Linked DNA regions of Callithrix jacchus: region 1 is linked to region 2. Evidence: chromatin contacts called from public Hi-C data. All regions are on one chromosome and are shown on one strand. The core of a region is the stretch at or near the end of the contact, and the rest is flanking DNA. Distances in the headings are between cores, read along the strand shown.

What was found. Hi-C and Micro-C count contacts between places; a contact is called where the count stands out from the background.
Region 1: a contact with region 2 is called in a Hi-C map of skeletal muscle, with 9 times the contacts expected there. The contact joins the enhancer-like site here to the promoter of GUCY2F in region 2. A contact is called at or near these places in 3 of 3 Hi-C or Micro-C datasets (induced pluripotent stem cells and skeletal muscle).

The regions. Positions count from the first base shown.
Region 1 is chrX:106,299,491-106,304,964 of calJac240_pri, reverse strand. No RefSeq gene overlaps it. Among named protein-coding and RNA genes, the nearest start is that of TMEM164, 110 kb to the left of the region's middle. Within about 2 kb of position 1,579, at least 2 of the 16 cell types and tissues checked have an H3K27ac peak or open chromatin away from gene starts, as enhancers often do.
Region 2 is chrX:105,920,135-105,925,355 of calJac240_pri, reverse strand. It overlaps GUCY2F (guanylate cyclase 2F, retinal), which reads left to right and starts at 2,165. Exons shown (of 20, transcript XM_054251012.2): 1 at 2,165-2,385.

The sequences.
Region 1 (5,474 bases), core at 330-2,829, 380 kb before region 2:
AGTCCCGTGCAGGGCACAAGGCTTGGTGAGAAGAGCATGAGCTGAATTTCAGTCCCACACTCCCTTAGCCAGGCACCATTGTGTGGAGCCCAAAACAAACCCTGGAGCCCTGCTGCCAAACGAGTCCCGCCTGCTGATATTGCGGCCTGTGAACACTAGGGGGCAGCCAACTATGTAAATTCGGCCTTCCCTTGAGTTCCTTGGGAGGGTCAGCTGTGGTGTCCCATAGACGTGGGCCGGACTTCAGCTTCAGGTAAAATTCGTTAGCTCCCGGAACTTCCCAGGCTTAGCTGGTCTGGGAAATTAATTGCTCATTAATCTCTTTGAGACTGAAGAATTGGGCTGCTGGCTCATTTGACTGGTAAAACGAACCCGGTTTCCTACAAGTGTGTTTATATCTTGCCAAGTGGAGCTATGGAATGTTTCTTAAAGCAGTTTGAAAATCTGAAAAATTCCAGCATAGTCCACATCACTCCAGTATAATTCCAACATATTTTGGTTTGCAAAAGGGATACCACTGTATTGTCAGTCAGCCAGCTAGGGAAGAGTATGATTAGAACCCAGTGTTTCCAGTTATAATTGTATCTGAGCAATCTGAGTCTCGTGGCCCCCCTTGTTAATCTCTTAGGTGGCAGCACCAATGGTCGTGAGGAGACAGGTTCGGCTGATTGTGAGAACAGTCCCACAGCCTCCTTGCCTGTCACTGATGTACAGGGCACACAGTACAAGCATTGCTTCCTAGTGGCTACTAGGTGGCCTCTAGCCTCCCCAGCCTGGGACCACATCAGCTCTGCCCCAGAGGATGGCATAAGGTGAATGTGTGAAGGTGTCGGGAGACTAGCAGAATGACATTTGGGAAAGATTTCTGAGTGCCAGATGGAGGGCCATGGCTACAATAGGGCATGGCAGCAGAAGGAGACAGAGGGGAGCATCGGGAGCCAGTGTGCTGTGTCAACCTGGGCTCAGAGAACCAAGGTGAGTGGAAATAAGGCAACTGAAGTGAAGTGGAAGAAGCAATTCCAGAACACAGGCGCCCAATGCCCTGTGGGTTGTTTCATACTGATATTTCTCTGGACAGACTGCATCTAGTTTAGTTCACGGGGCCAGGTTGAGGAAAATAACAGTAAAGCAAGCATTCTGTTCTTCTCTAGGCTGTCTCAGTCCTCTGTAAAGGTGGTAGAGGATTTGCCCTGAAAGGTGTTCTGCAGGCCCTTCTCAGGATAAATATATTTGCATGGTCAGCCTGGTACCCTGAATTATTATCGTTATTTTTCATTACAAACATGTGCTTCAAATCATTAACACAAAAGAGGTCTTGTGGAGGCCAAGACTGGCTGTGCAGCCGCGAATGAAGCCTGCTTTCCAGCAGAGGGCAGCATCCACTGGTTATAGTTTATTCCCGACCTGAACAAGCCTAGTGAAAGCTTTAGGGAGATTGAACAGGGGAGGAGAATGTGGTCTGGAAAATGTGAAGGGGGTGGATTTCCTCAGGTTTCATCTTCTCTTGCAATGTCATGGTGTATCTGGGGACTCAGCTGTTACTGAGCACTCCTCTCCATTGAGTACAGTAAAAATTAGAGAGGAACCAGAGAAGCTGACAAGGACTTTGAGGGATTGTTTGTTTTTTAATCCCCATGGAACCTTGGATAAAAGAATGATTACTTTGGCAGGAAAAGTAGCTACTAAGATTGTTTGTGGTGTGGATTTCTTTTTTGTGACCTGTAAGAACACTGGTTTTCATCTAGTTTTAACACCCTGCAAATGGTTTATCTCAATATGTGCTCATCTTCCTTCCCCTTTCCAAGGGGGCCTCCTCAAGTTCCCCTATCAGTAGCTGTCTCACTTCCTCTTATAAGTCCCCACGCAGTAGCTGCCACACTTCACTTTGGGAAGAGGAGTAACTAGGAAGGGGTAAGCTGGCTCAGAGCTTCCTTGCCCTCCTTGTCAGGGGCTCAAATCGATCTCGGTCCCCTCCCATCAAGGTTATCCAGCAACATAACAGGGACCAGTGTGTCTGCATTTGAAGTGAGGGGCTTGAGTGGGACTTGTACCCCTTTTGGCCCAAGAAAACTCAGACAAGTTTTAGCCACTTACTGATTGTAAGAAGCAGATATGGTGTTTAAACAGAGGTCTTTTGATTGCAAATCTTGTCCTTGCTTTATGACATTGGAGGGTCTTCTGGACAATAGAAACTTGATTAATGTTATTGAGAGGTCATGTATATGACACAGTGGTTAAAATCCCAGTGTCTGACAACTGGGGTATGTGTGTGTGTTGTGTGTGTGTGCGTGTGTGTGTGAATGTATATATAACATAAAATGTACCATTCTAATCATTTCTGAGTCTATAATTCAGTGGCATTAAGTCTATTCACAATGCCGTACAATCACTACTATAGGTTTTCAGAACTTTTTCATCCTCTCAAAGAGAAACTCTGTACTGACAACCAGTTTTCAATTCAGGTTCTGCCACTTAGTGGCTGTGCAAGCTTGTACAAAGTCCTTAATTTCTCAGGCCCTCCATTTCCTCATTTATAAGATGAAGATAGTAATAGCACCACCTTCATATGACTGTGTGTATATATGGTAATATTTATTATTCAATTGACTTATATCAATTGATTTGTTAACTGATGAATATTCCATATTTACTGAGTTCTTTTTATTTTTATTTTTAGATGGAGTTTTGCTCTTGCTGCTCAGGCTGGAGTGCAGTGGTGCGATCTTGGTTCACCGCAACCTCTGCCCCCCAGGTTCAAGTGATTCTCCTGCCTCAGCCTCCCGAGTAGCTGAAATTACAGGCATGCACCACCTGGCTAATTTTGTATTTTTATTAGAGACAGGGTTTTACCAGTCAGGCTGGTCTCGAACTCCTGACCTCAGGTGGTCCGACCTCCTCGGCCTCCCAAAGTGTTGGGATTACAGGCATGAGCCACCAAGCCCAGCCCATATTTACTGAGTTCTTACTCTGTGTCAAGCACTGTGCTTTAACTAGTGAGTGGCAGCGTGAAGACTTAAACTCAGATTGGCTTGGCCTTAGGGCTTGCATCTATACTGCTTCTACGGTGAGAAGTTCTGAAAATAGATGATGAAAAAGTTCTAAAAATAGATAGTAGTGATTCATTGAGATAAGGATGCTCAGGGCCTGCCACACAGCATTCCCTCAACCAATGCTAGCTAGTTATTTTAGTTATTTTTTTTAGAGATGCAGATCTCCCTCTGTTACCCAGCCTCACCTAGAACCCCTGGCCTCAAGTGATCCTCCCGCCTCAGCCTCCCAAGCAATGAGGACTACAGGCACAGCCACTGCTACACCCAGCTTAAATGCTATTTATGGTTATCATTACTGCTGTCAAATTGAGTTTGAAACTCGTACCTTCTTAGCCTCTCTGGTAGGTTGTTCTCTTCTCCTGCACAGGAATGTCACAAATAGCAATAAATTTTCCCTCCATTTATGCAGGAAAAACAGGCATGCAGCCTCTTTGATGGATGTCTGACTGACCACATCTATATGCCACCTAAGAACTGCCACCGTAGCTGTAGGGCTGAAGGATATCCATCTCTTTTTCCATTTTTTTTTTTTTTTGTCCCATGTAGGCCAGGAGCCTGGCAGGGCCAGCAGTGACAAAGGCTATCTTCCAAGGGTGAAGAAGAATGAAGGAAAATACCTTTTAGCCACTGAGCTCATAGCTACTCTCACCTCCCCTCCTCTACCCACTACCCTGTAGGCGGTAGATAACAGTGTCAAGGGAGAGAAAAGGGAAGAGAATCTTATCCTCGTCAGCCAGTCAAGCCACACCTGAAGTTCTCCCACCTCACCCTGCTGTTCTTTCAGGGCCAGTCTCTTGCTTCTGGCCACACATGAGAGAGGAGAGAATAGGGAAGTGGAACAGAATGGGGAAAATTAGGGGGCTCTGTTCTCTAGCTCCTGCTTACTTCCCCAGCCATCACTAGGGCTTCTCTTCCAAATTCACAAACCTCTTCTAGATCCCAGCATCCTTTCCACAGCAACTCACAGCCTGCAACCTGCTAGACTCTCCATCTTTACCCCCTCACCCAGAACCACCTGAATGAGGGAAGTCATTGTCCAGCTCCAAGCAGTTCCAACAAGCTGTCCCTGTTCCTGCTGTCACGGATAGCCTGACCTTCAGGTTACATGTCTGGATTCTTCCCTTATACTCTGCTCAATAGGAGGGGTTATTTGCCATTTCTAGACCACAGCCCATGTTTTCCTACTTCCCTGCTTTTCCTTCTGTAGTTACTTCTCCTTGAAACAAACTACCCCATTTACTGTTATTGTTCATCAATTTCAGCTGCTTTCAAAAAGCTTTCCCTGGTTTCTCCTTTCCAGATGGGAAATCCTCGTCTTTTCTATCTTCACTGTTTCCTATATGTATCCCTCCGAATCTGCCACTCTTCCCTGTATGTACTGCAGGAGGCCTCTTCAGATAGCTTCTTATAGTCTCTCATGCTAATGTTTTATTTCTCCTAAGAAGATAAACAACTTTCTTAAAGTCAAAGACTCTTCTTGAATCACATTTGCATCCGTTCCAATACCTTGCACATAGGAAGCACTTGATGAACACTTGATCCAAATTGACAGCATTTTCCCTAGAAACATGGGTAGATTTTGATTACTTTATGGATTTGGGAGGTGATACTGGGGGCGCAGCCACTGTGAAAAACAGTGATTCCGTTTATTGGAAAATGCAGGCAAGCTTTAAACAGTGAATTTCAGCATGCACAACCTGTTTATAAATTGGGGTTGGACTAGATTGACAGCAGCAAAAGAATGCAACTGGTCATTTGCAAGTTGAGTCTTCTACCAGCAGAGGGCAACATTGGTAGCATCCAAACCGAAACAACCTGGAGCTCAAATTTTCTTTCCCGATTTTTTTTCCATCAGTGGAAGGAGAAAGGGGCTTCTCTGGCAGACAACATAACCACCCCCATCAGTTTTGTGGAAATCTGGGGTTGGGCTAGGAGGTGACTGAAGAAAAAAAAGGGAAGTTTGCTCCAATACACATTAAATTCCCTCTCACTGGAGCCAAGTCAATACAATACTTTAAATTTTGATATGATACCATACATTAAAATGACATAAAATGAAAAATTACATATTATAACTTGTACCGCTTATGTTTTTTAACTCACTTTGCCCAAAGTTCCTCTTTGATTGGATTTTCATTGGCTTTTACAGGTGAAAGGGAATTTAAAGGAGTGGGTACTCTAACCACTTGTTAGAGTGGGGCTGTAGGTCAGAGTACCCCAAAATGAAGGTACTCTAACCTTCATTTTGGGGTACTCTAAATGCTCAGCAGCATCCACAGTAGCAGATGCTGTTTTCTCTGACCTTTTCCTGCCCTCCTGTCTTTCAGTCCCATTGTCCCCCAAGGCTAGCCATGGAAACTAGAATCCCTCTTCCCCCAAACAGCTCAGAGAAACCAAAATCCCTTTCCTCCGAAGCCAGCCATA
Region 2 (5,221 bases), core at 916-3,415:
AATCTCTTTGTGCCTTAGTTTTTCATCTATACAATATGGATGATAATAATACTAATACCTACCCCACAAGACAGTTGTGATGATCCATTGAGTTAGTATATGTAAAGCCCATAGAGCAACAAGTGTTTGTGGAACTCTAATCAAAAGAAGCAAATTTACTTTAGAAATTTTATTTATGTGCTAATTCCCAGCGACTTCTACCTATACATTTAGAATCTCATGTCTATTCAGGATTTTGGAGCATTCATTGAATGGTCCCTTGAACATCCTAGTCCTCATCAGAACCTTCTTATGAAATATATGCTGGGTACATGTATTTTACACCATGGCACCATGCAGCAGTAGATAGAGAATGGTAACTGGCCCCCACTTGCACCAGTATTGCCATCAAGTCACCTGAAATTCTACAATTAGGGATTGTTCCCCTTGGGTAGTCATGGTGTGTTTCTGGAGAGCCTATTAAAGTGCAAGTAGTCTTTGGAGGGATAGCAGGAGAGGCGCATTAGTGGAATATATCAAGGATAAACGTGAGCTTTCTTGATGCCAAATAGTCTTAGGTTTAAACTTTTTGGCTCTATTACATACTAGAATCAGAATGTCTGAGTTAAAATTCTGTCTCTACTGACCAGTGGCTGTGTGATTTTTGGTAAGTAACTTTAACCTCTCTGGACATCTCATTGGGGTCACTGTGAAGATCAAAGGAGACAGGGCTTCCAGAAATGCCTGTCACATCATCGTATTATTATTGTAATATGATACTTAGTAAGTATTATTATTGCCTACTTCATCTCTGTCTTGGCATTCTCATTTACAAAATAGAAAGAATGGGTAATATCTGTCTTCAGAGTTGTTATAAATATAAAATAATGTACATATAAAATGCCTATCGCACTAAAATAAAAAGACTGATAGATAATAACATGTTGGCAAGAATGTAGGTAAAAAGAACCCTCATGTGTTGCTGATGAGAATGCAAAATGGTGCATATACTTTAGAAAACAGTTTGCTGATTAAAAAAATGTTAAACATAGAGTTATTACATGACACAGCAATTCCCTAGGTATATGCCAAAGAGAAATAAAAACAATATGTCCATATAAAAACTTTTACACAAAGGTAATAAAAGCGATATTCACAATAGCCCAAGGTGGAAACAACCTAAATTTCCATCAACTGATAAATAGATAAAATGTGGTATATCCAATAAAGTGGAATATTATTTGGCCGCAAAAGAAATGAAGTACTGATACACGCTAGAACATGCATGAACCTTGAAAACGATATGCTAAGTGAAAGAAGCCACTTACTAAAGATCACATGTTGCATGATTCCATTTATATGAACTGTCCAGAATAGGAAAGAAAATCCATAGAGAAAGTAAACTAGTGGTGGCCTGGGGCTAGGAGGAGGAGAGAAATGGGGAGTGACTTTTAAACAAGAATTTTAAAAAGTCTTTGTGGGGATAATGAAAATATTCTGGAATTGGAAAGTCGTGGTGGTTGCATAAGCTTTTGAATGTACCTTAAAAAAAAAAACCCTAAATTGTATACTTTTGTGGTAGATAAATTATATCTCAATAAAACTATTATTAAAAAGCATTCCTCATTTAATATAAGTCACTTTTAGCCCTTAACACCTCAGCTCTCAACCTGGGAAATGAGAACAGTGCCCTGAGGGAATGATGCCCAGGACGGAGAAGAACTGATTAAGGAATACATCTAAAGTATGGGGGAAACGATGTCTCTGTACAAAGGTGTAGAGGGAAGTAGAGAGTCTCTCTTGGAAGGAAAGGCAGTGAAGGCACTTAAGGGGAATAGGAGAAGGAGACAAAATTCACCTACTTTGAATTTTGCAGGGAGCCAGCCTGCATCGCCTTTTATATTCTGAACTGGAATCACAGCTGATGAATGTTTTGCATTTAGAACTGTCTTGGAGAAAGGGCGATTGGTGGTTATTAGACAGAATGGAAAAAGGAAAACACAGGCAAAATCTGAGAGCTCGTTTCTGACTTTGAAAGGTAAAAGAAGGCAGTAGTCTGTGGAGCACGTATTTATCCACAGGACTCTAATTGTTTGTTAATCTCTGGGTCATTGCATTTAGGTCAGCATTAACTGTGCTACAGGTGGGATCAATTTAAAGGATTAGAAGTGTCACTCTAAATCCTAATCCAAGTCTTGGTCTGCGGATGCTGAATAGTGATTTTCAAAACGTTTACTAACGTTTTCAATTATTTACCATATTAATAGAATTTATCAACAGACTGGAGTCCTTGACAGGATTATGAATGCATAGAGGATGCAAAGAAATGGACACCCTGAGGCAGCTATGCCAGTGGTCTGCATGCGCAGGCAGTAAACTGAAGACATTTGAGCCGTGAATTACTTGGTGAGTAGTTGACAACTCTTGTTTATAAGAAAGATTGTAGTGGGGAAAAAAATCACAGCCCACCTGTGAGCTGAGACCCTGAGTTACATTAAATTTACTGCAATACGTAGTAAAAAAATTAAAGAATGAAGGAAAGAAGGGGTAAAGAGAGCCTTTGAGATACTTTAAGTCAAGATTTGAGCTCAAAGGCTCTCACCCAAGCTTTAGTTTAGTTTTTCTCATGATTCTTTTTTATTTCTTCCTGATGTTGTCTTATACAAGCTGTTAACTTGATTCAGGCTGTAACTAGAAAGACCAATCAATCATTCATTGAAGTCCTCGGCTTGACAAGCTAGTATGAGGAACCATTTCCCTCAGACATATTTGTCATGGTCTTTCTTTGTACATGTTTAAAGAACAGTGGTTTTCTGTGTGAAGCCAGGCTTCCCAACAGATTGTGAAAACTACCTGAAATGAAATTCCACATCCCTATGGAAACCTGATCCCATGCAGGTGTTCATACCTGAGTAATCTAGGCAACAGCCCCAGAACAACTGTGTATCAGTACTCTTCTGTCTCCAAAATTTCACACCTCACACACCTTGGTTTAGTTATATCCACATTTTCCATTAACCCTAGAAGCCTTTAGTGAGCTAATTTTTTTCTTGAACCTAAATCAGCAAGTGGAGGCTTAGGGCATCCTCCCCCATCTCCTGCCCCTTTCTTTCTCTCTCCTCCTCCCTCCCTCCCTCCCTCCCTCCCTCCCTCCCTCCTTCCCTTCTTCCTTCCTTCCTTCTTTCCTTCCTTCCTTCCTTCCTTCCTTCCCTCCTTCTTTCCTTCCTTCCACCCTCCCTCCCTCCTTCCTTCCTTCCTCCTTCCCTCTGTTCCTCCCTCCCCCTCTTTCCTTCTTTCTTTCACTTCTTCCCTATTTCCCTCTCCCTTCCTCCTCCTTCCTCTTTTCCTTCCTTCTCTCCCCCCTCCCTCCTTCCTCCCTTTCTTCCTTTCCTTCTTTTTTTTTTTTTAAAGATTAAGTTTCCTTCTGTACAATCTTAAATTGGGGGATCAAGATTAAATCCTACAGCAACATAAAACTTTCTGGTTGTCCAGGGAATCATAACAGAGTTAGAAGTTATGATCAAATGCATGACATAGATACCAGAAAAAAGTGTAAGGGCAGACCTTCAACTTGGGGACAGTTTATCTTGCAGTTAACGAAGAGAAAAGAGCAACAACAACTGAGAACGAATGGCAAGGGGCACTTTCTATCATGTGGCCTGAGGAGGGACCTGTGTTGTAAGTGCACAAATTTGAGAAATGGTCTAAAAAAGCCAACGTTTTGGAATTTGCGGTGGGTATTGTGCTTAGGAGTGAGTGACCTTCATTATAACACAAAATGCCAGCCTTAAACCTAGAATGGACAGTTAATTACTTTGATCTGAGGGGCAGCAAAAGTTTCTAAATTTTTTTTTTTACTCAAAAAGTGGTCCATCCTCCTTTGCCTACCTGCAACTGATGCTTGAAGTATACATTATATTATTAGAGATTAATTATTTTGGCATAAACTTCTCCCCACTCCTTATGAGAAAACAAACACCATTAGTTGAGAAGGAATAGAGGAGAGAGTGTCAGATGTTATCATTCATTTACATATTAGTGCAAATTGTTTAAAGCGTTTCTTTCTCTAGAGTTGTTTTTCTTTCCATTAACGAGAGGGCAGGAAGAACTGTGCTTGAGGTTTGAAGACAAATTTTACCCCTGGATAATTTTGCCAAAGGTAGGTCCTGATTAAGGCCTAAAATAGAGCATTTTAAAGAACATAGGAATACAAAACATTTTATTTGTGCTCCATATTTCCTCTTCAGTATTTATTCAACAAATGTTTGGTGGGCACCTACTATGTTTTAGGCACTGCAAAGGGCTCTGGAGATTCAATGGTGAGCAAAAACAAGCAGGGAACTTACTAACTTGGCTTTCTCGCTCCTGAAGCATATGCTTGCTTTTCTTGTTTAGATTTCTTGGACAGGCCCTCATACTCTCCATTTTTTTTTTTTTAGTTAGTCTTAGCATAGACCAGCTTCTCAATGTGTGTTTGCTAATAATAATAATAAGATAATAAGATAGCCAGTGATTTTAGAGGCCCAGGTTTTCAGTGTAGCACAACTCTAGCATCGTGGGGTAGTGGGGTCTTTACATCAAAGATCCTTGACAGAGGATTCTGTGCCAAAATTAAAAATGATCAGGAACTGGGTCTACCAGATAGTAGTAAGAGCAAACTACTTTGGGGAATCCAACTTCTGTAAGAAGCTAATTAAAACAGCAAAGACTAGAAAATGTTAAGTGAACTCAGCAATTTCAGAGTTTAGAAAAGTAACTGCCTAGATGAAGCACAGAATCCCAGTATGGATGGATGTCAGAGAAGGAAGGGTCTCGTAGATCTATTAGTCCAGCTAAGGGGGAAAAAGGAGGGACCCAGAGTGAGGAACAATCTGTCCGAGTTACATGGTGAGTCAGTGCAGAATTGGATCCAGGATCCTGGCCTTCTGATTCCCAGTGCAGTACTCTTTCCAAATAGCAAGGAAGAACCTGTGTTTGTTGAAAGACAACTGTGTGCTTAGCATTCTAACTTATTTAATTCTTCATCTCCATATGATTACATTAAATTTACCCCCATTTTGTGGATGAGGAAGTAGAAAATTGGGGCTAATATGCCGAAGGGTGTACCCTCAAGATTTCCATTCTCAAAGATTAGGATTACCTTTATATAGAATATAATGGAACTGGTACTCCCCACCCCCAGCTGTGCAGCATTGTGCCCTGAGTGAGGAGTAAGTGGGCAGTCCCAGGGCTAGGCTGGAAC